Regions from separate parts of the Mus musculus genome. Here regions 2 and 3 are each linked to region 1. Evidence: chromatin contacts called from public HiChIP or PLAC-seq data. All regions are on one chromosome and are shown on one strand. Each heading gives the region's core, a stretch centred on a gene start, on an enhancer-like site or on the middle of the called end of the contact. The rest is flanking DNA. Distances are from core to core; before and after follow the strand shown. Region 1 has its middle 18 kb from the start of Gm46293. Region 2 overlaps Dlx4os (distal-less homeobox 4, opposite strand). Region 3 has its middle 9.7 kb from the start of Itga3.

What was found. HiChIP or PLAC-seq counts read pairs in DNA pulled down with a chosen protein or histone mark.
Region 2: a FOXA1 HiChIP or PLAC-seq map of pancreatic cancer cells shows a contact between it and region 1. The contact joins two enhancer-like sites. A contact is called at or near these places in 2 of 39 promoter capture datasets (liver and pre-B cells), 1 of 115 datasets of contacts at active chromatin or transcription factors (pancreatic cancer cells) and 1 of 9 other capture datasets (liver).
Region 3: a contact with region 1 is called in a FOXA1 HiChIP or PLAC-seq map of pancreatic cancer cells. The contact joins two enhancer-like sites. A contact is called at or near these places in 1 of 39 promoter capture datasets (pre-B cells), 1 of 115 datasets of contacts at active chromatin or transcription factors (pancreatic cancer cells) and 2 of 9 other capture datasets (adipose tissue and liver).

What each region holds. Positions count from the first base shown.
Region 1 is chr11:94,914,763-94,918,281 of GRCm38.p6, forward strand. No RefSeq gene overlaps it. Among named protein-coding and RNA genes, the nearest start is that of Gm46293, 18 kb to the right of the region's middle. Within about 2 kb of position 1,894, at least 95 of the 459 cell types and tissues checked have an H3K27ac peak or open chromatin away from gene starts, as enhancers often do. A contact at or near this core is called in adipose tissue and pancreatic cancer cells, where this site is marked.
Region 2 is chr11:95,151,905-95,155,423 of GRCm38.p6, forward strand. Dlx4os (distal-less homeobox 4, opposite strand) reads left to right here. Exons shown (of 3, transcript NR_040279.1): 2 at 3,447-3,519. Among named protein-coding and RNA genes, the nearest start is that of Dlx4, 7.9 kb to the left of the region's middle. Within about 2 kb of position 1,992, at least 19 of the 459 cell types and tissues checked have an H3K27ac peak or open chromatin away from gene starts, as enhancers often do. A contact at or near this core is called in pancreatic cancer cells, where this site is marked.
Region 3 is chr11:95,084,623-95,088,141 of GRCm38.p6, forward strand. No RefSeq gene overlaps it. Among named protein-coding and RNA genes, the nearest start is that of Itga3, 9.7 kb to the left of the region's middle. Within about 2 kb of position 1,814, at least 69 of the 459 cell types and tissues checked have an H3K27ac peak or open chromatin away from gene starts, as enhancers often do. A contact at or near this core is called in adipose tissue and pancreatic cancer cells, where this site is marked.

The DNA of each region.
Region 1 (3,519 bases), core at 644-3,143:
CTCATGGAAAAGGCACAGAGCCATCTCTCGGTCACCTTGTTTGCTTGGTTTTGTTTGTTTGGTTGGTTGGTTTTGTTGTTGTTTTGGGTTGTTTGTTTGTTTGTTTGCTTGCCTGCTTGCTTGCTTGCTTTGAGATGAAGTCTCATGAGACCCAGCCTGGCCATCAAACTAACCATGTAGCCAAAGATGACCTTGAACTCCTGATCCTCCTGCCTCTACCTCCCAAGTCTCTCCTTAGATCTGAGAGCTCTTTGGCCTGAGTCAGAAGCACAGGGACCCGTGAGTCCCTGGGAGAGGGAAGGGGAATGAGAAGGATTTGGGCTCAGGATGCTAACTGGGGCCAGGCAGGGGAGAAGGGTCCCAGGAGGAAACAGGAGGCTACACTTCTGCCACTGGACTAGCTACGAAGGCCCTTACATTTTCATAAAACCAAAGGATCGTTCTCGCCATTTTAGAGATAGAACAAATGAGGGTGGTACAGAGAAGGAAAGAAACTTGCCCAAGATCACGTGGCAGAGAAAAGGGAGGCTGGGATTTGAAATGGAGACCTGAGGGCAGAGCCTAAACAGTCCTCCAGTATTCTCTGAGCATTCAAAACCCACTAGGCAAGATGCTAGAAGAGACAGGAACAGGATGCAAGAGCTCCTCCAGGGCTCCCAGCACCATCTGCCCCTCCCCCTATGGTTATTATTTTCCATTTATTATATATTTAGTAGTATGTATTTTTATTTTAAATTTAGCATTTACATTTTAAAATATTTATAAATAAATATTTAATTATATATTTAATTAAAATGTATTTGCATCATCTCCCCTTCCTCCTTTACTTCTACTAAAACCTCCCCTTCTCCCCAGCCCCGCCCCCACCTCATTCCCCATTATCAGCCAGCCAACAGCACAGTGAGACCTGCTTGTGGGAGAACCTGGTGTGAGGTGGGCAGAAGTGGGATCTCAGAAGAGTCTCTGAAACATCCTGAGAGTTAGGGGAGGCAGAGCATTGAGGTGGCACTGGAAGCAGCAGCAGGAGACAGGGGAAGGGACTGTCTCTGCAATGCTGCTCTGGAGCAGGGTCCGTGCTGGGCAGGACACACCCAGGCAGGCCTTGCGCCACCAGGGAGGGCGGGCCAGCTGCATTGGCAGGCCACCAGTGCTCTGCAGGACGTGGCACCCGCACTGCCTCCAGCAACAGGACCTGAGGGACAGCTGGGGGTTGGGTCCCTTTGGGAGACAGGACCACTATGCAAGGGACCAAAAGCTCACAGAGTAGAGACCAGACACCTCAGGAAGACCACCAGGCTGTCGAGGATGGCGGGGGGGGGGGGGGGGGGACGACGGGAGGGGGAAAGAAATGGGGGAGTGCGGGGGAGGGGCGGTGCTGGGAGAGGAGTGGAGAGGGAGATAATAACGTCTGGCATTCGCAGAGACCGAGGAGCAGAATATGGAGGCCATAGCTTGGATGAGTGCCCATGATGAAGTTTTTTTGATCGTAGAACTAGAAAGCCCCTTTCATGCCCAGCTGTGGTGGGAGTCAAATTCGTTAGGATGGAGCCTGTGTTGCCCCTTAACAGCAGCTGGGCAAAAGGCAGGTGGCTTAACTTCTCTGGACTTCAGTGTCCTCACCTCTAGAGTGCAGCTAAGGACTCCAGTAACCAGAAGGGTTTGGCTGTGAAGATCGTGAGGATGCAATTGTTAACTTGTGGAGGCTGTTATGTGAAGGACAGAGGCTGGAGGAGGGAGCCTTAAAACACCTTAGACAGAAGGTGGCCGGCTTTAGGGAGAAACACTGGACTGGGGTCCTCAAGTCAAACAGGCCGTGCCCTGTAGCTCCTCTGCCTCTTGAGTAAGCCCCTCCCACTAGCTGCCAGAGACTCGCAGAAGCCAGGGTGAGTGTGGGCCCAGCTGCCACAGTGTGGCTGGGTACAGTGAGTCAGGCAGGCTGGAAGAGCCATTAGGAGTCCTCAGGATTTCCTTATCACTGTGGAATGCAGCCCAGGAAGTCAGCTGGAAAGCTCTTTCTCACACCTTTTAGAAGAGCATGCATGTAGCTGGGACAGCCATGAACTCCTGAGGTGGCTGAGGCTGGCCTTGATGTCCTGATCCTTGCACGCTTTTCCAGCTGGCTTTTCAGGCTTTTTTTCTCTTCTTCCTTTCTCCCCACCCCCACCCCAGGACCCACTCTCCTCTTTAGCTCAGACTGACCTGGAACTCTCTGAAGACCCAGATGGCCTGAACCTCAAAAGAGATCTGCGTGTCTCTGCCTCCTGAGCGCTTGGGTTTAAAGCGGTGGGCTACCACTTCGTTTCTCACATTCCCTAGCCAGCATTAAACTCACACACCGACCACCAAGTTTTAGACAACTTTAGAAGCATTTATTTCCAAAATAATAATAATAAAAAAATTGCAGCGTTGTAAAAGCAACGAGGGATAATTACCCCAAATTAACTAGAGGGACACAGCGGTTACAAGGAAGCAGAAGGGTTTTCAAATCCTGTCTGTCGCTTTCTTTTCTTATTCCTATTTGTACTGAATTAGAAAACCCCAAACCACAATTATAGGTCATTAGAAATGGCAGTAAATATTAGTGGCTCTGTCAGATGGCTTTGGATTTGGACCGCATCCATCTCTGAGGACTGTCCACCTTCAGCCCTCAAGCATCCAAGGTCAGAAGATGCCAGGTTTTCTAAAGACTAAGGCCTAAGCTGTCTACTGCAGCTTCCCAAGAACAGCACGCAGAGCAGCAGCCTGTTCTTTGCTTGAATTTGACTCTGGAAAGAATTCTTTAAGTTCTGATGTAATGTTTGGATGTGGTTTTTAAATAGTCTTAATAATATGTCATTGATTCCAGTCTCCTGGTCTGAAACAGAACTCTGCAAATGGGGAGGGAGATATGAGCCCCCCATTATGGAACAGCAACGTTACAGTTTGGGTTTGGGACATTCTGCTGTGCTTTGGGTTATAGCTCAATTAGAGCTATACTTAGCAGAGCATGCGTGAAACCCTGGGTTCAACCCCCCCCCCCCATGCAAACCATAAAGAAAATCGGTCCACTAACATAAATGCAACAGTAAATCTGTAATAGATTGGTAATGCCTGGGCAGTTCCGCTGGTGACTATGTTGCTGCTATCTGCTTAGGCCGCTCACAACTGTGGACGTGGTGATCTTGAGTAGCCCTATGAAAACATGAAGTCATGGGTTTATTTCCTCACTCTTCCAGGGGTGGGACTGGCTCACAGCTACAGTTTCCACTATTTCCTTGAACTCCTACTGGGGAGGATTTAGATTGCACCTTTCATGACTGAGTTCAAAACATAATAGTGTCAGGCCGTCAAGATGGCTCAGGTACATGCTGCCAACCCAGACCACCCAGGTTCACTAACAGGAACCCACGGGGTTATTGTCTGCCCTCCACACTTGTGCCCTCACATGAGTAGACAAACACACACGCTCACACACACAAAATATAGAAATGTAAAAAAAAAATTAAAACAGCAATAGTAAAGATGTGGCGGCACATGTGT
Region 2 (3,519 bases), core at 742-3,241, 240 kb after region 1:
GTGTGTGTGTGTGTGTGTAGCTCTGCAGCCCAAGTTCTGGATGGCAAGTGCCTTGACCAGAGCTGAGCCTATATTCCCAACCATCATTCAACCCAATGGGGCCTCTGTTGCTTTCCCACACAAAAGGCTGGAGGGCCAGGTCCTGGTCCCTTGGATGTCTGGGGCCACTGGAAGATCCAGGTGAAGACCTGGCATCTGGAGACAGTGCCAAGGGACTGGGGGAACCTGTCCCAGGGTCTTAGAGGTTGAAGGGGGTACTCTGGGGATTTGAGTCCTCTGCTTTGAGTAAGAGTAACGATTATACAATATGTTGTCTGTGTGGCAAGCACTATGCTAAGGACTTAAGTGCCTCTCTTTATCTAATGATGACAATATTTCTGTATAAGATAGAGTCCATATCCAATGCAGATACGTATATTATCCTCTCTTTTACAAATGAGAACACTGAGGCACAAAAGGGCCAAATACCCTTTCTTAAAGCAATGGGGATCCCCAGCTCGCTGGCTACCATCACTGCCAGGGGACTGACTCTCTTCCCTGGAGAAATGCTATGCAGCAAGGGCAGAGAAAAGCCTGAGAAAGAGGAGGAGGCTGCTGGAGAGCAGTGTCTGCTATGAAGGCAGTAAGAAAAGAAATAAGATTAATAATGAGTTATAGTAATTATTATATCATAGTCATTATATTATATTAATATTATAAATAATATGAATAATTGGAACTCCTGTGCTACACATCCCAGGTAAGGGAGTCCTGTTCTTATTAACAGAAAAGGCACATGCAGGGCCTTTGTTCATTAGGCTGCAAGGTAAGAGCCATGGAAGCCAAGGAGGCAGTGTGCTGTGACCTTGAGTGATGGGAAGGTTGGACCCAGATGGGAGTAGAGGGGCTGCTTCCCTGGGTTGCCTTGGGTACCACGGTGGATTGGGGAAGGGCTCATAGGGCGGCAGAGATTTGAGGAAGAGAGACTTGCAATGGGTCAAATGTGCAGTGAAGTGGGACTCCCCAAGGGCGTGGTGGCAGAGGCAATGGAAAAGAAGAGAGCCAAGAGAAAGGTGAAGAAAGGACAACCCCCAAGTGGACTTGGTGAGTGGGACCGGGAAGAGTAGGAGAAAGACTGAGGTTCCTGGCCTGGGCAACCAGGGGAGCCCAGGGAAAGAGCCTGTGTTCCATTCAGAGGTCCAAAGGCTTTTCATCAGGTCATGGAGCAGGACCAAGATTCTGGGTTGATGCTCCATCAAGTAGCCAGCCCTGTAAAATTGGATCCTGCTGTGCTTTCTGCACAGGTGTCTCTCTCAGCCCTGCCAATGTAAGCAGGTGAAACTTACATACATGCAGATATATGCAAATGAGCAACCCGGCCTGGGCCCAGAGCCAGAGAGGCAAGTCCTCCCCCACCTCCAGGGACCCAGAACGGGCCTTCCCAGCCCTGACTCACGAGCTGACATGCCGCCTGGAATGCCATCTCCCCTGCCTGGCTTCCTCTAACTTGGTAAACTTGCTCCTGGAATCTCACTGAAGCTCAGGTCTGAGGTTCCAGGCTGGAACACCGGAAGCCAGGGCTGGGGAGACATTCTAAGTCAGAGTACTTAGAATTGTTCCTCCTCCAAAATCAGGTGATTGGAGGTAGGAGACAGATGCCTGTCTGGGTTAAAAAGTATGCAATGTGGGCCGGCAACATGGCTCAGGCCCTGTGTGAGGCAGAAGGAGAGAACCAGATACTTCCGGTTGTTCTCTGACCTCCATGGACTTGTGCCCCACAGTTTAAAAAGAAATAAAATAAACATTAAAACGTGTGCAATGTACATAGTATTTCCTAAAAACCTTTGACACACACTGGGGCTTTGTAACAACTTGTGAACTGCCTGGTTTACTAGCTCCATTTTACAGATGGAGACACCGAGGCTCATGTCGAAACGTCTTTGTCAGGGAAAACCTGACTTGTGTTCACAGAACTGGCTTTCCAGAGCAGGCAGGCCCTTCTGACTCAGTGTTCTTGGCTCCGCTCTGTGGTTTGTGCTGGGCTGAGAGAAGGGAGGGGGGAGCAGATTCTGGAGTCTGGGGCTCAAATTTTCCCAGACAATCATGGAAAAGAAGTGGTGTGTTTCTTTTGTATATTTAATTTTTTTTCATTTATTTATTTATTTGTGTTATGTGGGGGGATGGAGCCCAGGGCCTTGTGCAAGTTAGGCAGACACTCTGCCAATGAACCTGAGGAAAAAAAAAACTTCATTTCTTTTGCTCCCTGTGCACCCCAGAAAGTAAGTTCTTGCCTTGGAAAAGGGGCCATACCCTTTGAGTTGAACCATGCATTCCCACTGCGGCCCCATCATGCTTGCTTTCTCTCTCCTCTCCCTTCATCCCCTCTCTGTTTCCAGATACAAGGTCCCATAGCATAGCCTAGGCCAGCCTGGAACCCTCAGTCCCTCCTGTTTCTCCAATACGGGAATCATACTGCCAGCACACCGGGGAGTGTGCTCTTTTTATGAACCTACTAAGTACAGAGTCTACAGATTCCACTCAGTGAGTCAGTCACACACTGTGTGCACCTGTGGTTTGTGTGTGTGTTTGGGTGTGCTACAATTGAGGGGGAAATTACTGAATTTAAAACACACTGCATGGGGCTGGAGAGATGGCTCAGCAGTTACGAGCACTTCCAGAGGCCCTGAGTTCAATTCCCAGCAGCCACATGGTGGCTCACAACCATCTGTACTGGGCTCTGATGCCCTCTTCTGGCACACAGATACATGCAGATATATACATAAAATAAATAAATGTTTTAAAAAATGAAATATACAGCACAATGAAGCACCTTACAAACAAGGCATGTGGGCCAAGAACCGGAACTCCTCAGGCCTCGACACCCCCCCCCCCATACACCCTGGCTTGCACACTTTGTCTTTTCCTTCTCTTTACTTACCTCTGTCTGTTGGTGACCTTCACATGAATGGCAGGCCACACACTGGTCTTAAGCTCTGGTTATTTCGAGAGAGGTTTTCACTATGTAGCCCAGGCTGGTCTCAGATTCATAGCCTTCCTGCCTCAGTCTCTCAAGTGCTGGGAGACCAGTCTATCAGCTTCTTGCTGCCCTTAGGGTCCCCTCCTGCAGGACTGTGCCACTCTCTGGGCTTTCCCTAGCACTGCTCCTATTTCCTCCTGTCACGTGCTCTTGGTGGGGTTTACTCCATCAAGACATGAATGGAGTCCTGCAAGGTGTGACTGTGGGACATTGGCACAGGGTTGACATGTGCTAAATGACCTGTGAACACGAACTAAAGAAATAAATGAAAGTGAGGGTGTGTGTTTGAGGGGAGTGGGGTAGTATGCCTCTGTCTCTTTCATCAGAATCCCAGTGACAGGGGTCCCATTGAGGCTACAGGGCCACGTTAAGAGACGGGTTTCTGACAAAGGTCCCTGCTACCTCCTTTCCCTCCTGCTCTGTTTCTCAGCAAGGCTATCAGCTTGGATCCTGGCCTTTCCCCCAGTGCAGCCAGGTGGAGCTCACCAGCCTGGAGACCCGGT
Region 3 (3,519 bases), core at 564-3,063, 170 kb after region 1:
CTCTAACCTCTTCAGGGTGGTAGCCATAACCTGTTGAGCTGGCCCTCTGCCTTTCTTTTTTTTTTTTTTTTAAAGATTTATTTATTATTATATCTAAGTACACTGTAGCTGTCTTCAGATGCACCAGAAGAGGGCGTCAGATCTCATTACGGATGGTTGTGAGCCACCATGTGGTTGCTGGGATTTGAACTCAGGACCTTCTGAAGAGCAGTCGGTGTTCTTAACCACTGAGCCATCTCTCCAGCCCCAACCCTCTGCCTTTCATTCAAAGCCCTGCTCTCCTGGGTTCTCCCTCACTGTCTCCTCCCACCATTCTTCCAGAGGTCACCTTCCCATGACCCCTATGGGCGAGTGTTCACCTGCTGATGACCCCTGCAGAGTCCCCCCAGGCTACAGCCTCAGACCCTACAAATCCCTCTCCATCTGCAGCCTGCTCCTCCCATCCCCCCACTGCCCCAGCCTGTCACTGAGTCTCATTCCACTCCCAAGGGAATTCCTCAAACAAGACCAGCCAGGCCACCACCCTTCACCTATGGCTACTCTTCCAGGGATGCCCTTTGCCTGCCAGAGCACTTGGAAAATGTCCACTTGTTTGTTCTTTGAAATCTTTTTTTTTTTTTTTTTTTTTTTTTTTTTTTGGTTTTTCGAGACAGGGTTTCTCTGTATAGCCCTGGCTGTCCTGGAGCTCACTTTGTAGACCAGGCTGGCCTCTGTTCTTTGAAATCTTTTGTGCGTTTCCACTCTCAGCGACTCTCTCCATCACAGTCACACGAACGCAAAACAGCAGAGACACACACTCACTGGAAACTTCCAGGCCTTGCACTGACTTCGAGTGTGAGATGGCAGTGTGGTTATTAGAGTTGTGGGATTGTGACCTTAAACAAGTCTCTTCCCTCCCATTAGCCTCAATTTCCTTATCTGTATATTGGGAGCAAAGATTCAAAACTCACAGGTTTCTTAAAGCAGCAAACCTAGGGCCCAGTCATTAACACCCTAGGGCCAGCTGTCATATTCCCTGTGATGACGCCTGTATTTCCCAGCCCTGTGACAGCCCTTGACGTTCAGCAGGTCTTCAACTTCCCATGTGTCTAGCTGGCCTCAGTCAGCCACATGCCCTTACAACCTTTCACCCTCAAAAAATAAATAAAACTCAATGGAACTGAGCGAGAGGCTCTGTCTCTTTAACTTCCACTGCCGCCCACCCCTCCCCCACCCCGAGATCCTGTTGGGACAAACGTTTTGGCTCAGTGGGTTGAAAAGGAAAGTCAGAATTTGGAGGCATGAATTGCTGTGCCCACTGACTCACTTCCTCCTCCTGGCCAACTCTGCATAACCTAGGGCCTGAGTAATACAGGTAGACACGTCCTCCTACCCCTCCTCCTGTTCTCCCCCCCTCCTCCCACTCCTCCTCCCATCCTGGGGTCACCTGGCAGGAAGGCAGTGGACATATGTACCACTGACCTGAAAACTCCTTGCAAGCTGGTGCAGAGCTGAGAAGGTAGCCATCCTAGGTCAGGCAAAATGGGAAACACAAACTGCGTTCCCAGAAGCCTGAAACTGGTGGTCAGGTCTGACTGGCCCCACGTGGGTTTAGAGCTGGGAGCCAGCCTCAGCTCGCCCGCCCCTCTGGTTCATGCTCTCTCCTGTTAGAATCACACAAAAAAAGCTCATCAATAGGACCTCTCTGGGATAGGTGAAGCCTGGCCTGTCGAGGACACCTACTAAGATGCAGGGAGTCCCACCTTAGCAGGGGTAGCCCTCCTCCTCCCTGGCAGGGAGTGGGCAGGATATGACAGCATTGCCAGAGATGAGGGCCCAGGGCACAGATGACTCAGACCACTGAGAAGGGGGAGAGAGGAAAGACCAGAGCCTGGGAGTGGGTGGAGACAAGGAAAGATTTAGTGGGGTCCGGTGGGGGCAGTCCATGGGGACTTAGATGAAGGTCTTACTTTCTGACTCTTTCTCTCTTGCCCATCCCCCACCCCGCCCACTCTACCCCTCAGGTGAGGCTTGGAAGGGCATCAAGGCTATGCCCTCAATGGCAGAACTGCTCTCTGTTATATTCTTGGGGTGCAGCACAGAACAGAGCTCACCTCACCTCCGTTACAGTGAAAAAGACAAGGGTTAAGAGAGGCAGATGTGGTGGGAGAGACGAGGGGACCGTAAGAGCAAGGGTAGACAGTAAAAACCACAAGCACAGATACTCCTGGGGATCGTGTTCAGGTAGCCCTAGGTGCTTCATCCAGAATAGGGCTTCATCAGTCTATACCCAAAGGGAACATTAGCTGGTTCCTTCAGGCAACAAGCTGACAACCTGGAGATTATTCAGAGCATCAAGGAGACCAGGTGTGTGTGAGTGGATGGAGGTAAGAGAGGATGAGGGGTCATAGAGATGTGGATGGATTTGAGAGATGTTTAGATTAGGATGTGTGAACAGGAGCTAGTACCTAGAAGGATGCGGAGGAGACAGAGAGGGCTGAGACAGGGAAAAGAGTCTGGGTTGTGAGTGTGGGACCAAGAGGGCCTTCTAGGTAGAAATCCAAGCTGACAACCTGACCAGGTCCAGGATGCTGATGGGGACAAAGAGTCCAGAGCCCAGAGGGACCCTATGACAGTCTAGATCCACACACCAACAAAAAGCTCTTTCCTTGTGCTGCTGAGCAGGCTATGGCTGGCCTGGCTTCCACAGGAAGCTAAACCAACACAGCCTCCCCAGGGGTGCCAGTTCCTGCAGGCCCTTAAATACTGCCCTGAATCCCTCAGTCCTGTGTAGCTCTCTAGGTGGCCTGGCTGCAGCCTGACTGCCTCCACTTTATTCATTTATGATAATCTTGTTTTCCTGTCCACAAATGACATCCACCCTACCTACCAGTGTGCAAATAGGGCCAAGGTCCTGGCCGGATGCCAGCAGGGTTGGGGGATGGGATGGGATGGGATGGGATGGGATGGGATGGGATGGGACAGATTTGGGGTGGGGGATTTTAGAGGGGAGTGACTCAGCCCAGTGCACATTCGACTCTAACCCATCCAGAGCTCCAGTCCCTTCCTCTGCAAAGAATGATAACCATGCCTGAGTCTCAGGACTCCCGAGGACTGGCTCCGGTCGGACTAGGGAAGCCCCTGGCATCTGGCCCAAGGCCGTCACTTCACTTCTGTTGGAGACGTCTCACCTGGGCACTGGGAGACCAGTCAGTTCCCCCTCGAGCCCCAGATTCGATGAGACACAGAACAATCCCTTCCCAGTCACCATGGTTCCTCCGCTGGTGACCCTATTGTCCTCCCCATGCAACCCAGGCAAGCAGGTGGCACCTCATGCTCACAGCCTGCTCTTGCTTTCTCAAGACCCGTAGCTTGGGTAGTCTCTGCCTACAAAGCCCCAGTCCTCTCCTGCCTAGTAGAAACCCACCTTCCCCCGGCTTCTTGCGGGCCCGCCCTACCAATGGATTCCACTCTTGAGAAGCATTTGCCATATTTGGTCACCTATTCGCTTTGGACGTGTGTGTGTGTGTGTGTGTGTGT